Regions from separate parts of the Lactuca sativa genome. Here region 1 is linked to region 2. A link is a contact called in public Hi-C data. All regions are on one chromosome and are shown on one strand. The core of a region is the stretch at or near the end of the contact, and the rest is flanking DNA. Distances in the headings are between cores, read along the strand shown. Region 1 holds the start of LOC111883708 (probable protein phosphatase 2C 6). Region 2 holds the start of LOC111883738.

Region 1 (5,377 bases), core at 77-2,576, 160 kb after region 2:
CTAATGGGCTATAAATAATAATGGGCTATAAATAATAATGGGCTATAAATAAACAAATCAACCAGTGTATCATGTACATTTTTGTATACTACTTCAAAAGATTAATAAAATTAGTCACTTTCCTATAAAACATTATTTGTGTTCTTTATTTATTTTCAAGGTCATTTACTTTTTCTCATTAACTATCGCATTTAATACATTAGTTAATCATTCAAGACTAGATTTATATTATTTGTTTCTAATATTGTTTTTTATATGTACTCCTAATTATCATCTAAGCCTCAAATAAAATTTAAACTAATGACAGGATCACTCCATAACTCTAGGCCATAAGCCCTTTGAGTCTAATATTGGTGTTCGATATTCAAAATTTCTATTATTATTTATCACTAACACGCCATGACGTAAATTGTTCTTAGCAAAAAAAAGGTTATAATATGTGTAATAATAATTTGATGGTTATAAAAATTTATACACAAAGAAAACAACTTAAAAAAGATAACAAAAAGCGGCCAAAAAAACAACACCACGTGTATGACACAAGGGAAACAACACCAACCAGGTTCTTGCGTTGACAATGACAAATGACCAACCACTAAACACATAATTGTAGGCAAAATAAATAAATAAATAAATATTATTTTCTTTCAAATAATTTGAACATTTTTGTTAAAGATTTTATTAAAATAACTTTCTTGAATAGATAACCTTAAAATAATTGAATTTTATAAGATTTAAATTAAATGTATTTACATATTTGATGGATAATAAATATCTTTTTATAATATTAAATTATTTATTTACTTAAAAAAAAACAACCCATAAGAAATCGAATAATTTAAGTGCAATTCCTTTTCGACCTTGGATATGATATTTCATTCGAACACGTCATGCTTAGTCACAACAAATTTTCACCACAAAAAAGTGAAAATTAATCATTTGTCTTTTTATTTTTCTCTCTTTTATTCTTCCATATAAACTATAACAATTATGATATTAGATGGATTATGTAAGTATTAATTATAATTATAAATAAATATATTATAGAATAAAAAAACCCAAAAAATCTACTTATAGTTGTCTAAATCTCATCATTTATTACCTAAAAAAGAAAAAAAAATAATCAAGATATAGACTTGACTCAACAATGGATGATGCTTTAGAGGGGACATGGAAGCCTTCTATTGGTGAAAAGAAAAAGATAAAATAAATAATAAAGCAAATGACAAATGACAAATAATAAATGTGTGGAGATGCTTTATTATATGCTTTTCTAAGTTTTTCTTGACACCTGCGGCCTGCCTTATGTCCTTTGTCTACTCAATTTCTTGTTCTCCATTAAAAAATATTTATTTCTCTCTTTTTTTTTTTTTTTTTTTTTCCCATTTTTCAATTTCTCCATCTTCTTCTTTCTTTCTTGCTCGTACCCAATAATCGAGAAATGGGCAATCACATTCACCTCTAAAGATTCAATCTTGAAACCAAAACTCGTTGAGATTAACAGATTATGATATAAAGTAAACCGAAGGAAGGTTGTGAAGAACAACAAGAAGAACAAACAACAGTTTATCTTCAACCATATGTGTAAAGATTAGGTAAGTGAGAAAGACACTTGAAAACTTTAACATGTTTGATGATTAGTACCCTTTCTCTCTTGGTTGTTATTATTGCTGAAAGTTGGAAAAAAGAAGAAAGAAGAAGAGAGGTTGATATCGGTTGCCTCAGATCCAGGGAACTCCAAAAACTTTAAGTAGAGAAAAGGCTACATCTTTTTTGGGTTTCCCTGTGATTCTCGAAACTTTTTCCCCTCTCTTTCTGTATTTCCTTAAAATTTCTCCCTTTTTCTCGTGTCTAGAGCTTCAAAGATTGTCGAATCTTTGTGGGGTTTCCTTGGAAATCTGTATGGAAGTAGATATCGAAACATTTTAGATCAACTCCTTCATTAAAATTCTTGTTTTTTTCACTAGATCCGACCACCCATTTCGATTCGTTTTCTTCATCGCGTTTGATTTTATTCATAGCCTTATAGATTTATAGGCATGGGCAATATGAATTAGTCAAACAATGACTTTTTCGAGGGTGGTTTTTTGTAAATTTAACTTCAAACCCGATAGTGATTTTAATGGAGGAGATACTTCCGGCGGCTTCAGTGCCATTAAGCTTACGTAATCCAATCTGTAAAATAATCACTGAAATACAAACCCCACAAGTCGAACAACTGATCATGGGTGATAAAATTACTTTCGATGATCAAAATTCCGATTCCGGGTTTCAAGAAAGTGAAGATGAATTGATGTCATTAGAGGGTGATCGAATCTTTGAAGCGTCATGTACTCTTTCTGTCGTCAGTGATTCCAGTAGTTTATGTGGTGAAGATTTTATAGCATTCGAGTCTTTAAATACATTGCAATCAGAAGATAGTGAAAAGGGCGTTTGCTCGGTTGAAGGGATTGATAGGGTTGATGACGTGGCAAAGGAGATTGTTGTTTCTGATAAGGTGTCAAGTGGGATTGTAGCAAGAAGTGTGTTTGAGGTGGATTGTGTTCCTTTATGGGGATATACTTCTATGTGTGGAAGAAGACCTGAAATGGAAGATTCAGTTGCAACTGTTCCAAGATTCTTGAAGATTCCTATTCAGATGCTAACAGGTGAAAAGATGACCAAAAGTTTGAGTCATTTGAGTGCTCATTTCTTTGGGGTGTATGATGGACATGGTGGTTCTCAGGTTTGTGTCTTATTTTCATTTTCTATTTTTAGTATGTGAAAATTCGATTTGGATTTGGATGACATTGCTATAATTAGGTGGATTTTTGAAAGTACAATCAACAATGTTGTTGTGAGATTATAGGAAGAAATGAAAGTATTTTGCTATGATAAATAAATCAATGAAAGTATGTTGTTATTTTACTTCTTAAACATAATTACGTAACCCTTTGTAGAATGTTGAAGTGTAAATGAAAGTGTGTTGGTATGATCGAGTTTGACTTTTTAGTCAAATTGGTTATTTTTCAACTTGTAAATTTTCATGTTTTTTGAGAAAATTCAGCAGCGAATTTCAAACGTTTGGAGTATATTGCAAGTGGGAATATGGTATTAGTATGATATAGCTGACTTTTTGGTAAAATTGATTGTTTTTCAACTTATTAATTTTCATATTTTTTTAATTTCAAACTTTTGGAGTATATTACAAGTGGGAATATGGTATTGTTTGATTGTGTAATGAAATCACTATCACTTCATTGAATAAGATGTCATTTGTAGGACCTTAAAAGTCAGTTTGACTTCTACATTGGTTATATGTCAACTTTAAAATGGATATAAATCTTCATGTTTTTTTAAGAAAATCCAGCAACAAAAATCAAAGCTTTTGGAGTATATTGCAAGTGGGAATATGGTATTGTCATATTTTTAACGAAATCACAATCAATTTATTTCAATAACAAGTCAATTGTAGGGCCTTAAAAGTCAACTAATAAATAAAAGTACAATGCTATAACAAACTAATAAATAAAAGTAGGTTGCTATATCTTGCATTTTAACCCTTATATTTACATCTAACTTGTAAGGTTATTGCCAGGTTGCAAACTATTGTAGTGGGCGTGTTCATACTGCTTTACAAGAGGAATTAGAACCACTTATGGCGGCTTGTAGTGGTGATGGAAGCAATGTTATAAACACCGAAAATAGTTGCCAAGATTTGTGGAAAAAAGCTTTTGTCAAGTGTTTCCTTAAAGTTGATGATGAAATTGGAGGAAAACAAGGGAACCTTGAAATCATAGCTCCTGAAACCGTGGGGTCCACCGCAGTTGTTGCCTTGATTTGTTCCTCACATATAATCGTATCAAATTGTGGGGATTCAAGAGCCGTTTTATGCCGAGGAAAAGAAGCCATGGCACTTTCTGTAGATCATAAAGTAAGATTTTGGTATTTTGGTTTATATGAAAGTAGAATAATGAAAGTATGTTGCTATTTGCAAAACTTGAAGTCTTGAGACCTGACTTATGGATTCTCACCTCCTTACTGCTTGGGCAAGCATGTGGGGACTTATGGATTCTCACGTCATTGATTTACTTTTTAATTGATGTTATTGTTGTTTATATATTGAAATAGCCAAATCGGGAGGATGAATATGCAAGGATAGAATCTGCGGGAGGCAAGGTGATACAATGGAATGGGCATCGTGTTTTTGGTGTTCTTGCAATGTCAAGATCTATTGGTAATTGTTCTTTTCTACTTTCACTTTTGGATGACATTGCTATAGTTGAGTAGATTTTTCTAAATACAATGTTGTAATCGGTAGAAATGAAACTAGAATGCTATGATAAACAAATTAATAAATGCATGTTGCTTAGTTTCTTGCATTTAACCCTAGTTAATATGTCATAGTAGCATTTAGATTTTAGTATTCATTTCAAAATGTCTAAAATACTTCCATTTCTTTCGGTTACTACAACATTGTACTTTCATTTTTTTTTTCTTATTAAGGTATTGTATGTAAAAATCTACCAAATTATAGCATGACACGTTTTAACATTATTTCTTATTATAGTAGTAAAATTTGCTTTGTATTTTGACAACATTGATGTAATGGGTAGATTTTTGAAAGTATAATTTACTCTTGAAAAAACTATCCAATCATTAGTAGTTTTAAATATTTTTTATTATAGAGTGAAACTTGCGTTTGGATTTCGGTGACATCTCTATCTCTATAACTGAATAGAATAGATTTTTCAATAGACAAATGTCTAAAATGCCCTTGAACAATGACAATTGACAGGTGACAGATACTTGAAACCATGGATCATCCCGGATCCGGAAGTGACATTCATTCCACGAGCCAAAGAAGACGAATGCCTAATTCTTGCAAGCGATGGTTTATGGGATGTGATGAGCAACGAAGAAGCATGTGAAATCGCTAGAAAAAGAATACTCGTTTGGCATAAAAAGAACGGCGCAACCAGTCTTCCACCAGAAAGAGGCGGAGGGATTGATCCGGCAGCCCAAGCGGCGGCGGAAAGCCTCTCAAATCGCGCTCTTCAAAAAGGAAGTAAAGATAACATTACGGTGATTGTTATTGACTTGAAAGCCCAAAGAAAGTTTAAGACCAAAACATGATCCATCATATTCATATAATCATATATATAGTAACATGAATTCATAAGTGTACAATGTTGCTATTATTGTCCAGTATTATTCAAAACAAAGAGCCCATTTGTTTTTCATGTGGGCCGATATGTTTGTTTGTTGATGATGTAAATGTTTTTTTTTTAGATGTTTTTGTAGTAAGATTAGGGTTTTTTTTTTATTGGTGTTTTTTTTTTTTATTGTTCTTCCTCCAAGTTTCAAAGGCTTTGTGAGGTATTTGTACTCTTTATTG
Region 2 (5,626 bases), core at 1,520-4,019:
TAAGGAGTTTCATTTAAAATATGGATTGTGCTCCTTGTGGACACTAGGCTGTTACGTCAATTGTCAATTGTCAGCCACCTAGTGGGGCCCACTGTGTATCTGATTCACATCTGACATGATGGTTCTTGGGTCAGAACAGTTTGTTCCCCCTTTTTGAATAGGACAAAAAGTAGCATCTTTTGTCCAATAAAAAAAAAAAAGTAAAATTTATATATACAAGTGCATAATCATCTTGGCTGTCATCTTCTTCTTCTTCCATATTTTCAATGTCTTCATCCTCTTCTTCATCGTCTTTCTTTTCCTCATCTTCATTCTAAACAACAAAAAATACCAATCTACTTTCATTTATTCCAGCATTATATTGTAGCATCATAACTTCATTTCTTTTTATTTTGATGATATTGGTATAATTTATTAGATTTTTAAAGTAGAATGTTGTTGTAATAAACAAATATTGAATGTGATAAAAGAAAAGTAAGTACCTGAGGCCTCAGGTCAAGCTTCTCAAATAAATCCAATCTCTGTAGGTCTGCCAAAAAGAATATTATAATTATATTTAACAAATAAAAGATATTTTAAGAAGTGAAATGAATTAAAAACCTGACTGTAGATCCCATTGGGTCTTTTTCTTCTTCATAGGTCTCACATTCTTTCCAACTGTTTGAAAAAAAAAATCAATAAAGTATGTTGGTTGTGTTAAATAGATTAAGGTATAGAATGTGAAACAATATATTTTTATGCTTAAATAATTATATATATTTAAGGAATCATAGAAAAAATTACAAAATCTCATGTCTGTTTGATTGAATGAAAATATGAAATAGATATGAATATATGATAATGGTAATGGAATGAATTCTCATATGAATGTCTTATAATATATATAAAATGCTTATTTCAACTCTACTCTATATATTATTTAATTAATGAACTCTTGATTTAAACAAAAAAAAAATGAACATAATAAAAAAAACTCATATAAGAATATAATAAAAATATAATTTTCGGGTAATAGGGTTAATAATCTCATAAAAGAGTAAAAGACCTTATATTTTGTGTTTTTTCAGGTTAAACCTTAACTTTATTTTTTTTCATGAAAAAGACCTTGTATTTTTTTCATTTTTTCCAATCTGGCCCTTTTAGTCATTTTTCTCCAAACAGAGTTGTAAAATGTGAGGGTTTTCTCAGGAAAAACTAAAAAAGTTGAGGAGTTATTTGGAAACATTTAGAAGGTTGAGGATTTTTTCGGAAAAAAAAAAAGTTGAGGGTTTTTTGGTAAAAAATATAAGGTCTTTTCATGAGCAAAAGAAGATAAGGTTTAATCCGGAAAAAAAAAAAAAACAAAGTATAAGGTCTTTTATGAGAAATTGTAATTTAATTAAACTCATAATCTTTTCTTAAAAAGGATGTATCTCATAAAAAATTACATAGATAAAAATGGGGTTATTATATCGTCTTCATTTAAAGAAAACACCCATAGGATAAGGAATGAAAATTAACATAACAGAAGAAAGGAATCACATTCCTTCAAGAATGGCTGATTCCATTCCATGAATGGAATCAACCATTCCATTCTTTTTACTTACCTAGTTCTGCTGGAACATAGTCTGTAGTCAGCATCATATAGTCTGAAAGTGGAGGCCTTCTATTAATACTTTCTGCCACCACAATTTCCACATAAAAAAAAATCAAAAACATTATCATATCATATCATATAAAAGATAACAGAAGAAGTTTAGAAACTTAATGGACATATGCAATTTAAAGATCGAATGGAATGCTTACTTTTACCACTTTCACTCAGATCCTCCAAATAATAAGGAGATGAATTCCAAAACTTTTTCAGATTATCAGCTGATGATACTAAAGTCCAGTAATCGTCTTTTTTTTGCTTAAGATTGACATCAGGGAGGTCTGTGATTTCCTGCAAGAAAGAAATTGTTTGCATTACAACTATGGCACACCAAAGAATAGAAGATCATAAGATCTCTTTCTATAAGTTCTTCAAGGTTTATACCAATATGTCAAAAAGAGAACTAAACTAGAAATATAATCAAATATTAGTATAAAAAAGAAGAAACAAAACTTTAACTTACAGGAAATACTTCGTACTTCTCTTCTTTTGCAAAACGAACAAAACCACCACCAAAACCACCTCGCCCACGTCCCCTTCCTCTCCACGACATCTCTACAATATGTTCTTAATCATGTAATTGGCAAGAATAATTAGAAACATTTACATGACAACTGATCGAATGTCAAAACAGACAGGAAACTCATAGTCTCAGGACTGTCATTAGAAGTTACAAACTACAAGGTCACAAACAAATAAGAAATCAGTGAACTACATGATCAATTTGATCATATATATCAAATAAAGAGTGAATTCATACAAATCCAGTCATCTACATGATCAATTTTACGAAGTAAAGAGTGAACACATACAAAATCAGTCAAATATATGATCAGTTTGATCAATTTTATCAAATAAAGAATGTAGCAGTGAACTCATACAAAATCGGAAACTTAAAAGAAAACCTGAGACTAAATGGCCGAGTCGAGATGGAGATGGAAATGGAGCAGTGGGATTCGCCCTTTCGCCGGAGATAGATTCGTGGAGGCCGGAGATGTCGCCGGAGGTGAGTCGTCAAGGGTGGAGGGTCGGTGATCAAAGAAGTCGGGAAGACGTGAGGCTATTTTGAGCACCGTAAACCACTAAACCCTAACGAAAAGTGTCTTGGCCTAACGCATCACGTGTTTAAAAAGCCTCTCCTAATAGATCTATTCATAGCGATTATTAAAAAAGAAATAAATGAACATATTCTCCTAATAAATCTATTTATAGCAATTAAAAAAGAAATAAATAAAGATATATGGACAATACGTCAGGGTTTATGACTTATTAAGGTAATTAACTTTTCGATTTGTTTATATCTGGGTAACTATTTTTTTTACATATCTGGATAACGAACTTTTTAGAAGTGTTCACATATGACTAGGGTTGTTCACTATTTGGATAAAACCGAATTGTCTAATTGGACAATTTGGATCAGGCTATTTGGTTCAGTTATTCAGATTTTTGGATTGGTTTTCAGTAAAACCGAATTATTATTTTGAATTTCGGATTGATTTTGGTTTATAAACTAAGGATCGAATAGTCCAAAAAAACCAAATAACAACTTATTCTCTATTTTTCAAATGTATCTTTAACTATTTATAAATTTACTAAATTATTATTTTTAGTTATTAGAAATTTTCATTGAATATACTACTTTAAAATTACTTCTTATTAAAAGTTTTTTTTGTCAATGACATATTAACTATAATATATTTTCTTAGTATTTGCTCATAAATTATAATTTATAAGAAAAAATAGTTTCCTTATAGATATTGTTAATATTCAAGTTATATATTTTTCAAAATGTTTTGCCTCTTGAAAACCGAATTGTAAAAACCGATCCAACCGAATTGTAATTTGGTTGGATCAGATCGGATTTAAATTTAGTTTGAACTATTCAAATCAATGTTTTGAAAACCAAAATCTATTCGGATTCACTTGATCGGATCAGATCAAACCAATTCATCCAAACGAACACCGCTACATATGACCATTATGATCGATTGTAACAGGTTACATCCGGTCATAATAGTCATACGTGAACACTTTCGAAAAGTTTGTTATCTAGATATGTACAAAAAAAATGGTTACCTAGATGTGAACAAACCAAAAAATTAATTATCATGATAAGTCAATTTCTTTTCTTTTTTATTTTACCTTCTAATTTTGATTTGGTATAAAATTTAACCTAAATGGTAAATATTTGAAAACCATACCATTTTGGTAAATATCTTTTTAAAATACACTACTTTGGTAAAATAAAATAAAATAATTAGAAAAATAATAATAATAATAATAATAATAATAATAATAATAATAATAAAACTCTAGATTTGACTTGGAAAAAAAACACATTGTTGTTTTATATAATTTTATTGTTTAATATATTAAATATAAAAAAAATCAAATTTACTAGAGATTAAAATATCATAAATAAAGAGTGCAGACCAATAATGTTAAGAAGAACATCAAAGTCGACGACGACAGATAAATCGATTGATTTTAGTTCTCTTAAAGTATGGGGAATCAAATCCAGAATGTTGTCGGTTCTCTTATGATGTAATTTGATTCCTCTAACTTGAAAATAATCGACAAATTGTTGCCACAAAAGGGGATAAAGATGGCACCATTTGATGAGTTAAAGTTTAGAATGTTGTTAATAGAATGTTATGGTGTTGGTTCGTTGGAGTTGAAAGACCGAAAAAAAAAGGATGGTAAAGACGTCGATGTCAGTAAAGATGGAAATGAAATAAAAGTTGGAGAGGATGAGAGATGGGATGGTGACTGGTGGGACTCAGCCTTTTTAGGTAAGACAGGACCAAGCGCACAACAAAAATAAACAGGATGAACCATCCGAGTTAAAAAAGTAAGTTAGGGACCAAACATGTAAATTACCCCAAACTACATAGACCATTCGTGTAATTTACTCTTACCTTTTGGAAGTGTTCACATATAACCATTATGACCGGATGTAACTTGCTATTGTCGATCAGAATGGTCATATGTGAACACTTCAAAAAAGTTCGTTACCTAGATCTAGATATGTACAAAAAAAAATAGTTACCCAAATGTGAACAAACCAAAAAGTTAATTACATTGATAAGTCATATTCCCCAATATGTTATCTTGCTTAGGTGGTGTTTGTTTTTTTGTAAAAGTTCTTCTTGACCTCTTACGTCTACGCCACACAGACAGCGCATAGACATTTGGTCTCGCAGACTGTTTATTTTTTAGAAGACCGCAGACCTAAAAAGGTATGTGCATCCTTTTCTTAGCGCAAATATGGACCTATGTCTTCTAACATCTTCTACCATTATCTTACCTCTTCCACAAAATATATATATATATATATATATATATATATATATATATATATATATATATATATATATATATATATATATATATAACTTTTAAAAAAGGTTTTTTTGGTAATTATGACTGTTGTTTTTCATTTTTTATACTTTTGTCCTCCTCTTTTCTTTTGATGCAATTATTTGTTTCTTTATTTATTGTCTTTTTATATCATAATTATGTATTAACCCAAATGTTTATGTATATGATTATGTACATGTTTTTTTATTCAGATAATATATTTATCCAAATAATTTTGATATAGTTTTGTATATATTTTTATTTTTGTGTACATTTGCATTTAGTAGGTAAATCTAGTAACTTTTTTTATGTTGTTTAGGATAGAAACAATATCATCACTAACTAGTTCATATATATAATATCAAAAATCTTAATGAAATTCTATTTTTCAGTTAACATAATTTATGCCACGTTAATAACTAAGTTCATTAAAATTTTTGATTATTGAATCCCAACCAAACTTTAGCCATTCGAATGTCAATCACATCGTCGGAATTTGTATTAGTTTCAGTTTATTATTTTCGGTTTGTTGTGTTTTTATCAGGTTTTTTTATCGGTTCGGTTTTTGCTAACCCCCAATTATATTTGTGAATTAGTTGTATGCTTTATTTAGTTGCTTAAGTTATAGTTGAT

The links. Hi-C and Micro-C count contacts between places; a contact is called where the count stands out from the background.
Region 1: a contact with region 2 is called in a Hi-C map of bud, with 10 times the contacts expected there. The contact joins the promoter of LOC111883708 here to the promoter of LOC111883738 in region 2. A contact is called at or near these places in 4 of 4 Hi-C or Micro-C datasets (bud, leaf and seed).

The regions. Positions count from the first base shown.
Region 1 is chr7:92,152,356-92,157,732 of Lsat_Salinas_v11, forward strand. It overlaps LOC111883708 (probable protein phosphatase 2C 6), which reads left to right and starts at 1,327. Exons shown (of 4, transcript XM_023880033.3): 1 at 1,327-2,725; 2 at 3,578-3,913; 3 at 4,111-4,216; 4 at 4,778-5,257. The coding sequence starts at 2,123. The coding sequence ends at 5,115.
Region 2 is chr7:91,991,806-91,997,431 of Lsat_Salinas_v11, forward strand. It overlaps LOC111883738, which reads right to left and starts at 2,770. Exons shown (of 9, transcript XM_023880063.3): 1 at 2,539-2,770; 2 at 2,097-2,200; 3 at 1,786-1,924; 4 at 1,587-1,658; 5 at 601-657; 6 at 483-529; 7 at 218-313. The coding sequence starts at 2,186.